2 separate regions of the Arachis hypogaea genome follow, and region 2 is linked to region 1. Evidence: chromatin contacts called from public Hi-C data. All regions are on one chromosome and are shown on one strand. Each heading gives the region's core, a stretch centred on a gene start, on an enhancer-like site or on the middle of the called end of the contact. The rest is flanking DNA. Distances are from core to core; before and after follow the strand shown. Region 1 holds the start of LOC112743886 (protein RETICULATA-RELATED 2, chloroplastic). Region 2 has its middle 4.9 kb from the start of LOC112743045.

Evidence for each region. Hi-C and Micro-C count contacts between places; a contact is called where the count stands out from the background.
Region 2: a Hi-C map of leaf shows a contact between it and region 1, with 2.2 times the contacts expected there. The contact joins the enhancer-like site here to the promoter of LOC112743886 in region 1. A contact is called at or near these places in 4 of 8 Hi-C or Micro-C datasets (leaf and an unstated tissue).

What each region holds. Positions count from the first base shown.
Region 1 is chr14:120,633,905-120,641,423 of arahy.Tifrunner.gnm2.J5K5, forward strand. LOC112743886 (protein RETICULATA-RELATED 2, chloroplastic) reads right to left here and starts at 4,692. Exons shown (of 2, transcript XM_025793301.3): 1 at 4,084-4,692; 2 at 2,585-3,874. The coding sequence starts at 3,869. The coding sequence ends at 2,820. It overlaps LOC112743887, which reads left to right and starts at 5,188. Exons shown (of 2, transcript XM_025793302.2): 1 at 5,188-7,468. The coding sequence starts at 7,013. It overlaps LOC112743885 (putative zinc transporter At3g08650), which reads left to right. Exons shown (of 6, transcript XM_025793298.3): 6 at 1-665. The coding sequence ends at 302.
Region 2 is chr14:120,673,328-120,680,846 of arahy.Tifrunner.gnm2.J5K5, forward strand. It overlaps the pseudogene LOC112743888. Among protein-coding and RNA genes, the nearest start is that of LOC112743045, 4.9 kb to the right of the region's middle. Within about 2 kb of position 3,559, at least 2 of the 3 cell types and tissues checked have open chromatin away from gene starts, as enhancers often do.

The DNA.
Region 1 (7,519 bases), core at 3,442-5,941:
ATAGCTGGCATGGTTCCCTTGCCTCTGCTGCCATAATCGGATTTATGGGTCCAATATCAGCAATAGGGGCTATCCTCACCGGTATTGACTATAGTGGCCTTGATCACATAATGGTTCTTGCTTGTGGTGGATTGTTCCCTAGCTTTGTAACTATAGTTAAAAGAGCACTTAGTTTGGATAAGAGGAAGAGCACATGTGGCCTCATTCTCGGTATGGGGTTTGCTACTCTCTGTCTAACTTTCACTAGGTTGGTTTGCTTGCATACACCTTACTGCAATTCTGCACCTGAAGCTGTAAGATAAGAGCACAACTATGCTTCATTTCGTGGAAGATTGATTTCTAATGTTCCTGCAACTGTAATATGCATTTCTTTAGTTCAATCTCTGAAGACATAGCTTCACAAATTTGGAGAGATTGTCAATGAAGGATGTGGAAAGAGAGAATCAGATTTACAATTCAACGAAGTTTTTGTTTAGAACATGTGCCTTATGTGTCGTACATGAGTTTTTACTTGTATATATAGTTTTACCAAAGGTGGAAATGGTAAGATTTTTTTTTTTCTTTTTTTAATCCTCTCTCAATAGGTGTTGTGACATATAGATCTGATATTTCATGGTGCTGTTGGCCCATTTTCTAATACATATAGCATCTTGTGACTTTTGATATATCATCATATATGAATTCTCTTGTTTTCTTGACCATGTTCAACAAGATCTATGAAGTAGTTTGTTACTGTGTAACAATACATAAAACAAATTAATAAATTGTATACCAACCAAATGCCAGACTTCACTTAATAGAATAAGGCTTTTGTTGTTCTTGTAGTATACCAACCAAAGGTGTTATATATGCACAATTATTTCCCCAAGTACCTATGTGAATGTGCACTTGCTGGAATTGCTGCTGCAAATTTGGAATTTTCCTTTTAAATTTGTTCTGAAGATAATACTCCTACCACAGTAATGAAAGAGTATATTTTTGTTGGTTGTGTTGATAAAATGATGATATAGAATTGGTGCCTTAAAGACAAATTAAGTTATAGGGGTTGTAAAATAAATAAATAAGAAAGAGAAAATAAATATAAAATAAAAAAATATAAATAAAAAATTCTAGTATTAATATTCACATATATTAACTAATTCTTATGTTGATAAGAGTACATATATGGAAAGAAGTGCTTTTATGCTTGTGTTGTGTATTTTGTTTCAAGTCTTGCTTTCCCTATTTATATACGTACTTAACTTTTCAAACTTCATTAATTAAATATCTTAAAAAGGTAATTCCTTTAATATCGAAAAGCTGAGCTGTCCATTTGATAAAGCAAGTTATACTTTATTAATAGACATTCATATCACAAAACTAGGTAGGTAGATTTTTCTTTAAGTCCAAAAAATTCATCTAAAGTTGATTTCAAGGGAACAATGTTAATTGAATATGCTAAAAAAAAAAATGATATACACACTAAAAATTAGTTATTAAATTAGTTATCATGTAATTGTGTATAAATAAATAAATATATATATATATATATATATTATTTAACATATTTTAATATATATTTTATATTTTTATATATATTTTATACAAATAACTATTTTTCTTTTATACTGACTTAGTGAGTAATAATTAAAAAAACCATTGAAATATCTACAGTTTTTTGGTTTTGGCCTTTTTTTGTGACAATGCATTTTGAGTTTCTCTTTTTGTGACAATTCATTTTGAGTTTCTCTGCTCAGCTGTCATTTTCTCCATGTACAACTATGACATGCATTCCAAGCATAACTACCTACTTCGGTGAATGAGACAAAACTACTCACTCACATGTCCTCATAGGAATAATTGTGATTAGAATTAATTTGGGTATATAGTAATCTTCCTAGACATTTGATTTCTGCGTTGTAGTGATTAATTTCTATTCAAAAGAGAAGACATTATGCCAAAATATAGAAAATAAAATAAGGGTGTCATTAGAAAATAACCTAAAAATAATCTAAATTTTGTCGAAATTTTAAAATACAGTTGAAATAAGACAATCTTTTATTGCCAATTATCTTTGTTTTAAAAAAAATAATAATAACAAAAATAAAACCCTGATAATTTCCTTCTCTTACAACAGAGATGATAGACAATCAACTTGCCTTTATTTGTCCAATTCCAACAGGAGTTAAACTTGAAAATATGCCAAAATGAGTAAATGACTTGATAAATTATTATTATTATTATTATTATTAACTATAAGTTTAAACCATTTTGCCGGCTCTAATACTCATCAAGGCCTTTATACTTGTCCTACTTAAGAGAATTATTCTCCAACAAATTTGGTGGAAATTTCTGCAGAAACTAGATTTCTCAGATTATTTTAATACAATAATTGATCTAGCAACCGACAAGAAAAGCCTACAAAATGAACAGAAACAAAATCAGAACCAGCTGCTTGACCTGATGACCATAATGTTTTGGCATGTCATTATTGTTTCAGGTATCACAAGCCGCCGTGACCAAATCCTATGTTGTTCCTTTTCCATCAGTTTTTCACCAAAAATATACAATCAAAATGCCACAAAATTTGGATCACCATTACCAATATCTCAAATCTACCCTTTTTCATTTACTCACTTATTTTTGGTGCTGCCTCAATAGTTTTCTCAAAAGTTATGACATTAGAATGATAATAACAATAATAAGAAAAGAAGAAAATCAAAAGGACCTAAAGAAAACTTAGAAGAAAAGCCTCACCCAACAACCCTTCACAAAGGGTTTAAAAAAGATAGATAAACTATTAGGAAAACAAGCAATAACATAAGAGTGATTTTTCAAAATCACTTTGATGACGCTGATTGGTTACTGCTCTGAAATTCCTCTTCCCTTTCCACCAACTTCTCCTTCTCAGAAGCAAATCCAATCTCCACAGTAGCTTGTTCCTTCTGGTGTTCGCCACCACCAACACTTTGTGCTCCTGTTAGCCTTGCCAACACCACAAAGGACATTCCTCCAAGGACATTGTTGACCATCCTCAGAACCAACACTGAGGACTTGAACAAAAATGGGTTGAGCCCTCTCTCCAACAAGAACTCAATTCCATTCAATGTTTGGTACCTAAAGTTGCTGCTGAATCCCATGTGTGCTGCCCATGTTAGAGCATTCAACATCGTAGGGGGAGGCTTATTTGGGGTCTCAAATTCGGGGTCCATCTTCTTCCTCATCGCAATCAACCCATTTGAGAGAGCAGTTCCAGCTAGTCCAGCTGCGAATCCGACGGCAGCAAAGATGGTTCCTTTGTACACCAAGGTTCCAAGCCGTTCGAACAGACCGTATGCGCCAGGTTCAAACATGTGACTCTTGGGGCAAGACGCGAAAATTGATGGTAATTGTGATGAGGAAGTTGACATGGTTGGTGCCAATAGGTACATGAGTGTGAAATTGAGGATTGAACCAACAACAAGGGTTGAGAAAACAAAGTCAAGCTCATTCAACCCGAAATTAGGCCTTGAAGCCATGTCACCAAGAACACAAGCACTAACACCAACCAACTCCTCCATCAGAACCTTGAATGGAAATTGGGGATCAGCAGCTACCCTTGATCTCCATCCATTAAGAAAAAAACCAAGAGGCCCAAAAGATGATGAATCACTATGATCTCCTTCATGACCCCAACTTCCACCATCACTACCACTGCCGCCACCACTTCCACCATGTCCAATCCCGTTTCCCCCATCACCTCCAGCAGAGGAAAGTTTCAATCTTGGTGGTAGTAGTTTGATGGGATACAAAGATTGATTCTGGGGCTGAGATGATGATGATGTTGGGAAAACAGAGGCATGGTAGTGACCAGAGAGAGGCGAAAAACGAAGCTGCGCCATGGCTGCCATTTGATCTGAGACACTAATATTAACATAAAAAAATTAATATAAAATAAAAAACACTTTTTGGCAACAGAAAAGTGGAACAAATATCAAATAATCCCCTCATATATGATCATCATCACAGCAAGAAATCATTCATTCATTCACCCATGATCATGCACAAGATATTCCAGAAATCAAAATTTTGGTAAATGAAAAGGATGATTCGTGGAGATTTTACCTGGATCTGAACTCTAGAGTGAGTGCAGAAAAACCCTTGTTATTGTGACTAGTGAGTCCAAGAAGGAATACTGAAACCTTGAAATAGAAAAACCCTTCTCTTTTCCTCCTTCAACTTTATGATATTTTCTGGAGAAACCAAAGTGACAGGGAGTAGTGTAAGCCTAAGGTGAGTAATTAATGTGAGAACATGGAGAGAGTGACGGATTAACGAAGAAAGAGAATCAAATTATTAAATTTTGTATTGTATATTGTAAATGTGGCAATCCCTCAGTGAGAGAAAAGAAAAGAAAAAAAAAATGGGGAGTGAAAGGAAATGGAGATGGTGGAAAAATTAGGTTAGTTGGGAAGGTGGCAGTGACACATGGTGAATGAATGGGGCAAGAATTTGGACGGAAAATGGGACTGGGTTGGTGAGAAATTGAAAATTGGGCTCCATCAAAAACCCTAATTACGATTTTGTAAATTTGGAATTAACGCCAAAAAATTAAATAAAAATAAAGCAAAAGAATACATTCCTTAATAAAAAGTTGTATCCTTTTCTTTCAGCTTTGCTCTTTTATTTCATTTGACGAATTTTAAGCTTTAGTTTAGGAGCATACATTTGTACGGTTAAGCATTACATCCTAAAGAATATATAGCAATAAACTCGGAAAATTGTTACAAAAACAGTTTGAAAATTTTAATTATTAAAAAAAATTTTAATATTAAAATTATTAAGAATAATTAATCTTTATAATATTTAAAAAGAAGTTTTTTCAAAAGCATTTTGAAGGTGGGTGAGGATGTTGAGCAACCATTCCATCTTGTCAAAATACCAGTGATATGTAACATGAGTGAGAGAGAGAGAGTGAAAGACCCGGGAGTAAATCCTCTCCAGTGGAAAAAAAACTGGATGATATCCAGTGTTTAATCTTACTATTCATTGTTCTCTCTCTCCTATTTATTTTTTATCCCACTTATAGAATTAAAGGTGAGAGATCACACTTTATTTTCTCAAGTGTTAAAAAAATAGAGAGGATCCATTTCCGGGAGGAGGGGGTAGGATTAAGGAATACGGCAAAGATCTCAGGGTTTGGAATGGAGAAGAGTATCGACATTTGGAATATGAATTTTTTTCCGTTTTTGTGGATAATCTTTCTGAAGACATATCAAAGCGAGAGTTATTCCAGTTGTTCAATTGGGCTGGGCGCATCAACGATATATATCTATCCCGAAAACAAAAAAATGGTGGCATGTACTTTTTTACCTTCATACGATACACGATGAAGGAAGGGGCATTGAAAGCTATAGCGGAAATGAATCGGCTGAGAGTGAGAGGTAAAGCTGTTTTTGTGGGTGAAGCTAAGTACAGACAAATGTCGAGAACCATGAAAAATGACATAAATAAGGGAAGACAAGGAGGGATAACCATAACCCATCAACTTGGCAGTCGCATCGGGAAGTATGTGACGATGGATCCTTGTCAACGGGACAGAATTTACGTAGGAAGGAGATCGACCAAAACCTGCATGGGAATGGCAAGCCGAAGAAGGTGGAAGCTGCAGTGGCGGCAGAAAATCTAGAATGGTTGCAGCGAAGCCTGGTGGGGGTTACTACGCAGCCTTTTGAGTTCATCTCCTTGAAGGAAACAATAGTGAAGATTCTGCCTTCTGTCGCTCATATTTGGAAAATGGGAGCATACAAAGTCCTGTTGACCTTTGATAGTGACCAGCATGCTGACGAAGCTTACACCTTTAAGTTGAATTGTCTCTTATAAGTTTTTCACAGGGTCCAGGTGGGAGGAGTCGAAGCGTAGTGGAATTAGAAGGGTGTGGCTCGAATGTTTCGGAGTCCCGTTACTTGTATGGTCAGTTGACACTTTCAATACGATAGGAGGCTAGTGGGGGACAGTAGTTGGATGTGCGAGGAAGACAGAATTGTGTAGCTCGTTCACTGTAGGTTGTGTGCTAATTGATACGAGTGTAATAGAAGTTATTCAGGAAAGAATTCATCTCTCCTTTGGCTCCAGGGGTTATGATGTTTTGTTAAAGAGGTTGGTTCTGAAGAGTGTAACATGCAGTGTAAGGGGAATTTTTTTGATAATGGAAGCAAAAACTGTGAGATCTTGAATCATGGTATAGCAAGCACGAGTGCAAAAAGGGATAAAGGCAGAGTAGGCAACCGGAGCTGTCGAAGGGGGGTGACCAGGATGAAGGTTTGTTAATGGTGGTGGATCGGAGAAAGGAAGATGACAAGGGTAGAATAGTAATTTCTGATGATATTTTGAATAAATGGGTTGAAGGCAAAATTAATCACAATCTCGAAAATTTAGTAACGTATCAAGCCGTTGAGGGCGCCATTCAAGGAAATGCTATTTTGATGGGTGAAAATGGCATTAGCTATGATGCTGATTCTGATAGAACAATTACATGTGGGTTTAGTTCTATGTGTAATGGGCTGAAAAGGGTCTCAACTAAGAAAAAACAAAAAAAAAAAAGGGAGGATGCACTAAGAAAAAACAAAAAAAGCAAGGCTGCATTAAGGAATGGGCTAGGCCCAAAATAAGGGAGGTGGAAGGGAGCTCTAGCTATTTAGGCCCATCCCTATCAACTATTGGGCAAGCTGCTCTTGGACCGAAGCTGGGTGGTCCGGGTCGGGTGGAGATAATGCAGTAAGATAGCAGATCCTTCTCTGCGGCGCGCAGGAGAGAGGCTCAGGCTATTGATGGCGTGACCATTCTTGAGGGTGACAGTGACACCTGCGCTGGGGATGGACACGGAGGGAGGTGGCGGACAGCAGCCTTGGGGAGCCGGCAGACTAGCGGTGGAGAAGACCTCGACCGAACCTGTGGAGTCACTGCCGATGGGTCTGGTTTCGCCGATAGTCTAGCGGTTCTTTCTGACAGGGTTGCCGTTGTGAAGGCACGCGCCAAAGCAGAGCAGACAGTGATGGGAGATGGTGATAGTAGTGATGCTCCTGCTGGTGTGGAGGACGGCAACTTGCACCTCGTTGGTGGTCATCCGTGTAAGCTTGATGCTGCGATCGGGTCTGTGGAGGCAGACGGGAACCGGTTTGGACTCAGGCCTGGTCGAGTTACATCGCTTGATCAGAATGAAGGAAGGGTGGATGCTGGACATGATGGGGAGAGCATTGAAGGAGTGGTGTCCGGGCAGGGTGCTATTGAGCAAGAGAAGGGGGACAGTGATACTCAATGCTTGGAGGAGCAGATGTTGGAAAATAAAAAGACTTGGGAGCTAGCAATAGAATCAGGTGCTATGTTATGCAATGAAGAAGATGACATAATGGCAATCCTTCAAGCACAGAATGAAGAAATAGCACAAAGGAGGAAGCTGGCAAAACAGAAGGCAAAGATAAGGCGGTGCAGACTCAAAAATATAAAACAGGTGTGTCAAAATAACTATAAATAAATTTTAGTTCTTGGAATGTTAGGGGGT
Region 2 (7,519 bases), core at 2,309-4,808, 38 kb after region 1:
ATTCACCTCCTGCTGAAGACTATTCCATCCCCTAACCCTGCCCCACTGACATTTGACATGAGGTTTGAAGAAGCCATAGGACTAGGACTTCTATGCCGCAATCTGTCAAAGTCGCCAAAACCTTGGTTGGACAACATTCCAGAAACTCTCAATATTTCTGCACATAGAGAAACACTGTAATGAGAAACCAATTCAAAAACTGTCGAAGAACACAAGTAACAAACGGAGAAGGAACTAAGAATGGCGGAATTAAGAGATATTTTGCGATGAACAATATCGGATGAAGTCATATAGCTTCGCACACCGCAACGTTTATAAGGTGATTAAGGTCTAGCTCTCCTTTCCCTTTTATTTGCCACTATCGCTTTGTGGTATATCCTTGGATAATTTATATAGATGTGAAAATTGTATAACAAGATAAATTAATCCAACGATGTAATGATAAATGACAGTGATTGATAAAAGGTAACAAAGGAAGTAGGAGACTCTCAATTTGACAAGTCCTAAAATTCCTGCATAGAAGAATCTCTAATGAAGTCAACCACCCCAATGCCAATGGCACCAGCAATAAAACATAAAATAATAAAGAAAATCCCGAGTCAGCACTCAGTCTCAGCAAGTAAGTAATGTTAGTTCCAAACATATAAAAGTCATGACAACACAGTTAGACTTAAAAAACACTTCAATCTCATGCTTTCAAAAGAGAATGCACTATATATATTCAAAACCAACCCAAATTATAAATACCATTGGAGACTTTGAGCATCACAAAAACTCATATCTTGCCCTCAAAATTACCATTATGCTGATATATTTCATCGAAAAAATCAGAGAAAACCCAATGGGGATCCTTTAGTGTAATTTTAAATTGCTTAATTATGCATTCCCCAATGGGGGAAATCAGTGTTGAAGCTGCCACCACAAAGAAAGAGTGAAAAAAAACAGAGCAATACAATGTAATCAATTTTGAAGTTGGTGTCCAAAGAGATAAAACCCTTTTAAACAGAGAAAAACCTTATGTGACTCGATCTGCAACATAGAACATACCACAAGCTCAAAACAGCAAAAGAAATATAGCAATAAACAGAGAAGACAGATCCAGAAAAAGGAAGGTAAGAACCTTGATTCAACAATCTACTGCATATTGGAAGAACTTGCATGAAGGGTCCTAACTTCTGATGTTCTGCCAACAACTCTGACAAATACTGACTGCAAAAATTAAAAATAAACAGCAACCCTTTATTTTTATCAATCAAAGAGTCCATAACTTTATGCAAAATCAAATTAAAAAATACAAGAAAAAAATAAGGAGATGGCATCAGAAAAATAGTTCAAGTTTGCATCTTTTTCACTACCCTAATTCAATTTTGATCTAAAGAACATATAACAAAATTTGATTCATCATGGAAAACACAAAAATACACACCTATCAACATCTGGGGTGCTTCTAATCTGAGGAGAAGCAGCTCTGACAGGTGAGAAGTTTGGATTGTACAAGCCTGACATGGCTCTCACCTTTTTCGTTTTTCCTTTTCTTTTAAGATTGGAAGAGAACCAAACCTCAAAAAAAAGTTGAAAAAAAAAGAAGGTTTAGTAGGTGTAGTTCTTGCAGAAGAAAAAGGAAAAACACAGCACCATCAATAAAGGAGGGTTTCTGTAACAAATAAAAAAAAGAAAAAAAAAAGGTGGACAAGTCTCTCTGAAATTTTAGAAAAAAAAAACTAAAAAGGAAAAACAACAAAATATATGGCGTATTTATTTATTTAATATTATTTAATTTTATTTGTTTTAACTCTTTTATTTAATTACTTATATATATATATATTTTTTCTTTTTCTTGTCCACAGGGCTGTGTTACGAAAATATGGAATAAGAACAAAAGGAAATAATGATAAAAAATAATTTGAAGACAGAGCACTAAGAAGGGAAGTGGGTCTCCGTTTTAGGAAACTGCGGCATGTGCATCTCAATTTTAAGGTTAAAAATGACTGATATTGTGGTCGTGAAAAAAGAGATTTTTCACAGTAGCCATGGTTTTGGTTGTTGAATGCAGTAAAACCCTGAAAGTCAAGTCACAAAGAAGTTGAGGTCAGAGGTGGTCCTTTCTCTTTACTATTGAATTAATGAGTTACACTATTTTTTTTTTATATTTGTGTGAAACTATTTTAATTTGTTTTTTTTTTTTAATTGAACTTTTTATTACTCTTATTAGGATATAAAAAAAAGGTGAAACTACTTTTAGATTTACTAAAAAACTATTACTTAAAAGTTACTTAGGATAAATAAATATTATATGTCTATTAAACAAAAAATATTATATACATATAAAAAATAATCATTTTATATTTATGTGCAAATATATGTATGATTTAATTTATTTTTAATATATTTATATTTTAATATATATTATTTATGAAGAATTAATTTGATTGCTAATTTTTATTTTTATATTTAACAATTCTTACTAAACAAGCACAAAAAATCTTTAAATAGATATGTTTGTTAATTAAATTTTTGTTTACAAAAGAATAAATAAATATCCTAATATTTGACTGCACAAATGATTTAATTTAAAAAATATAAATATAAAACTTTGTATTTAGAAACCATTGAGAAATACAAATATAAGGATACAGACATATACAATATGATAATAAAATAATTTTCATAATACTTTAATAAAAGATTAATATATATATATATATAGGTCAAAATCAATCATTATATATTTATATATAAATATGTATTATTTAATTTAATTTATGTTAATAATTAATTTTAGTGACTATTTTTAATATATATTTTAAATTTAATAAAAAAATAAGAACAAATAAATATAATTATTATTTACTATTAAAAAATTTAGATTATTCTAGTGGAATTGAAGCACTTGACACAATGTAATACGTGGATTTAATTTTACTAAGAGTTTTAAATATACTGAGAATATCGGTGTTTTAATTGTTTTAAATGTATCGATCAGTGTTTCAGTTGTTTTAATTATTGATATAAATTATAAAAAATATATATAATATATATTAATTAAAATTAACGATTAAAACAACTAAAATACCGGTATTTTTTGTGCATTTGTAATTTTTCCCTAATTTTATTATGATTGTTTTGCAGAGTAGAATTATTAAATTTAGTATAGTATTCAAGATTTCAAGTAACAATGTGATTTGATTTTTAGTGCTAGAATTAATGCAATGCAAAGGCATAAAGAACAACAATGTTTATATTAAGAAAAAGGGTTCACAAACAACAAAACCACCACCAACAACAGCCAACAACAGGTGTCAGGTGGATACGCGTGTTTGGCATGCAACGAATCAAATTAATCTCAATGCTTCCCTAATTAATAATATTGTTTCTTTTTGTTGTTCTTCTACTTCTACGTAACCAAAAATATAACATGGCCCTAGCTAGAATAATAGAATTCGTCTTTCATATAAAAATAAAAGAAATTTTAATAAAATCATAACTACACAATGTTAATTAATTAGATTTGAAAAGAAAATAGAAATGAGAATGTGAATGAAATGAATGTTGAAGGATAATGATGTTTGCCAACGGGGTCTTAGCTGGACCATATATACACTCTCACAAAGCTACCTCCACCCTGTTCACAACTACGTCGTTTTGACATTCAACCAATCACCTACCTCTAATTTCACAAATACTTACATATTTTTTAAACAAAATTATTATGTCTATACAAAAAAAAAATCATTATATATTTATTTATAATTTATATATTAGTTCATGTATTTTTTTAATTAAATATTGAACTACCAGAATAATTAATTTAATATAATAAAATAATCAAATATGTAATAAATCAATAATCAAATTTTTTATAATAGTATAGTAAAAAATTTATGAGATATTACATATATATACAATGATTGATTGGTGGTTGTTTTTTTTTTTTTTTTTGGTATATACATAATAAGATTTTTTTTAATACATTATTTAATGCATATCCTAAAATAATTATGGCTAGCTAGATACTCATCATTTCTATATATACTATTAAAATATTTTTAAAATACGTATTAAATATGTTCTAAAATATCATGTATATTGACCTCTCTTATATGTACCAATGAAAAGTTAAATAATATCGCAAATTCGCAATGAGAAACCAAAGTATGTTATATGATATTTTTATCATAGACCATGAGAATAATGTTTTTTTTTTTCAATATTGTTGTACTATCCTTGGTCTTCGGTTGAATAATATGATGATTGAATTCCGGTCGGTTTATGTTGGTTTTTTGAATGAGCCATCTTATATTGTGATTTTAATATATATTTTTTGTGCGGCTTTTTTGTGGAGCAATTTCATTATATTCATCCATCAAGGTTGCTAATTTTTCAATAGGTAATTATAATAACAAATATCAAGTATTTATTAATTAAATTATTGACTTTAATTTGTATATTGCAATATGCATTATTATTCGAATGAACCTACCAAACAATTGGAACCACTCTTGCTTTGATGCATGCTCCTCCTTTAATTTGCCCTTGGGACCTGGCCATGCTGGAGACAGTACATTTTTTTTTCTTTGAAGAAATATTTCTATATAAAATTAGTCTATTTAAATTGCATATAAAACTAACATAAGAACATATGAATTATGTATATTTTTTAAACAAATTTTGCCTCTCTATAATAAAGTTTGAATTATTATTTTATTAGCATTATTCTTCGTTCTTTTAAAAGGTCAAATTTGCTTATATTAGGCACCGTTTTTTTAATAGATAGAAATAGTGATTATTTATGTTGACTTGCAAAGTTAAATAGTTCTATTTTTATTAAGAAAAATATACTAGGTGAACTCATTTCATTTTATAGTGATTAACAGTTTTTCAATTAATTCATTTCTCATTTTGACATCTTTTACTTTATAATATCAAATTTTAAGGAAATGTTTATCTCACGAATAGAAAACAAAACTAATATTTACAAGAAAAGAGAATAATGAGAATAATTTAAACTTTTTTTCTTATACTTATTAGTTGTTAATAATTAATAATTAACTCCTTTTCTAATCACCATTGTTCTTTTTTAATTTATTCTTTGGTTGATATATGCTTCTCAGTAGATTGTGCAAATATTTTATTTGTCTCATGTTTTGGACAGATTTCAAATATATTTTATAGTTTTTCGAGAACAGTCTGTATCCTGTACTGTGTTTTATTCTTTCATTTTAGGTTTAGCAAAGTGAAGTAGCTTTTCTTTTTTCATTTTTTTTAACTCCTTCTTCGAAGATCTCATAGTATAAATAACTTTTGCATATCTTCATAACATTTTTTTAATAGATTATTTATTAGAAAGGAAGTTGTGAATATGAAATTATGAATTATCTCTATAGCTATAGGTATATCCCCTCATTTGATACAATCATCTTTTTTTTAATAGAAATATTTTTTAATAATATAAATAATAGGTTAAAAAAAGTAATTTTAATTTTAAAAATTAAATTTTAAATTAATTAGATATAATTCTTATTTTAGATAATTAGTAAAAACTTAAAATGCGATTCGTTATTTATGTTAATTCTTCGATCTCTTATTATTCACCTAACAAAATTGTTTTTTTTTTATTCCAATCTTTAGTTTAATTTCCTTTTTTGGATGTTGTATATGATGATAAGGATAAACTTGTCTAAGACACCTAACATTAAAATAAAATTAAATTAATCAAAGAACATAATAAAGCCATCTTGGACCTATGTTAATAATCTATCAAAATCAGCAGAATTATTATTTCCCACAAAGTAAAACGCATTAAAAGTTTTATTTGTTAAAATGCTAGTAAATGAAATAAATTAATATATCGGTTTACTTTTATTTAAAAGATTAACATTTGTGCCCATTATATATATAAATAAATCTGGATAAATTAATCCTTATTCGAACTCAAAACCTTAAAATAATTCAATAAAGTTACAAGTCTTATCTCTCTGAATTAAATCAACAATTTTTTTCATAGAATTAGTTTCCATATATAGTAGCAACTCATCATGCAAGAAATTAAATATGTAAGAGAATATCCGATTAAAATAAATTATATATCCACTATAAATATTAACAACTGTGATTATTGTTTTTATGATATTATTAAATATTACGTAATAAATTTTTTCCTATATAGTCAATAGTCAAATATTAATTAATTAAAAATTTAATTTATATACATTATTGTTCCAGACCCGATCTCTGGGCCCTTTCTCGGAACAGTCATCAAACCCGGCATGTGATGAGACGCACAAAAAACGCGGTCCTCGCCTAACCATGAAACGGCTAGAAACTTCCCAAAATTCTCGACCTTTATCGGAAAAAACTAAACAACGATTTCATTGCCAAACCACAACGGCGAGGAAAAGGTTCCTCCAGCGATGAGACCGAGCACCCTCACTCTCTCGCTCCGGAGGCAACTGTTACGGATCCGGCCCACAGATCCTACACCCGGAACGGTCCCCGAACCCGGTTACCAGGGTCTGACCCACTTCGCCCTTCCAGAAGGCCCGGAACCAGCCCACTAGAGCTCCTAACCAACTTTCAAATTCAAATGTCTCCCTTATCTTAGCAAAATAAGATAACATAAGATAATTCAAACGTCTCCCTTATCTTAGCCAAATAAGATAAGATAAGATATTCACCATCACCTATAAATAGAGGACCCAGGTCCCTCCAGGTATTTATTCATTCCTCACACCTTATACATCTTAGATCCATTCTGACTTGAGCGTCGAAGTGTCTTTGCAGGTACCTCCCCCCATTGCTCCAGTCAAGTGATCCGGCATCTGCCTCAACCCGCAAGTTCTCGATCCATCTCTCAACCCGTACCAGAGACATCTTGTACATCCGGCATCAAACTCAGATTTCTTGCGTGTAACTGAGAGCAAAAAGGAATAATGTTTCCTTAACTTGCATCACCTTTGCAGTGATAACACACCTTCAGCCTACTCCAACGACGAAATCCCAAAGGAATAATGTTTCCTTAACTTGCATCACATTTGCAGTGATAACACACCTTCGCCCTACTCCAACGGCGAAATCCCAAAGGAATAATGTTTTCTTAACTTGCATCACCTTTGCAGTGATAACACACTTTCGCCCTACTCCAATGGAGAAATCCCAAAGGAACAATGTTTCTTCGACTTGCAATCATCTTCTTAGTGATAACACTCTTTATGCACCTTCGCCCTACTCCAATGGTGAAATTCCAAGTCCTCCGAGCCCAAAGTCTCGCCTCCCTTTAGTGGGACACCTCTACCTCTTGGACCCTCTCATTCACCATTCCCTCATCCGTCTCTCCAAGTGCCATGGCCCCATCTTCTCCCTCTATTTCGGCTCCATGCCCACCGTGGTTGCTTCTTCTTTTGAACTTTTCAAGCGCTTCCTCCAAACCCACGAGGTCACCTCCTTCAACACCAGGTTCCAAATCTCTACCATCCGCCGCCTCACCTATGACAACTCTATCGCCATGATCCCTTCGAACCTT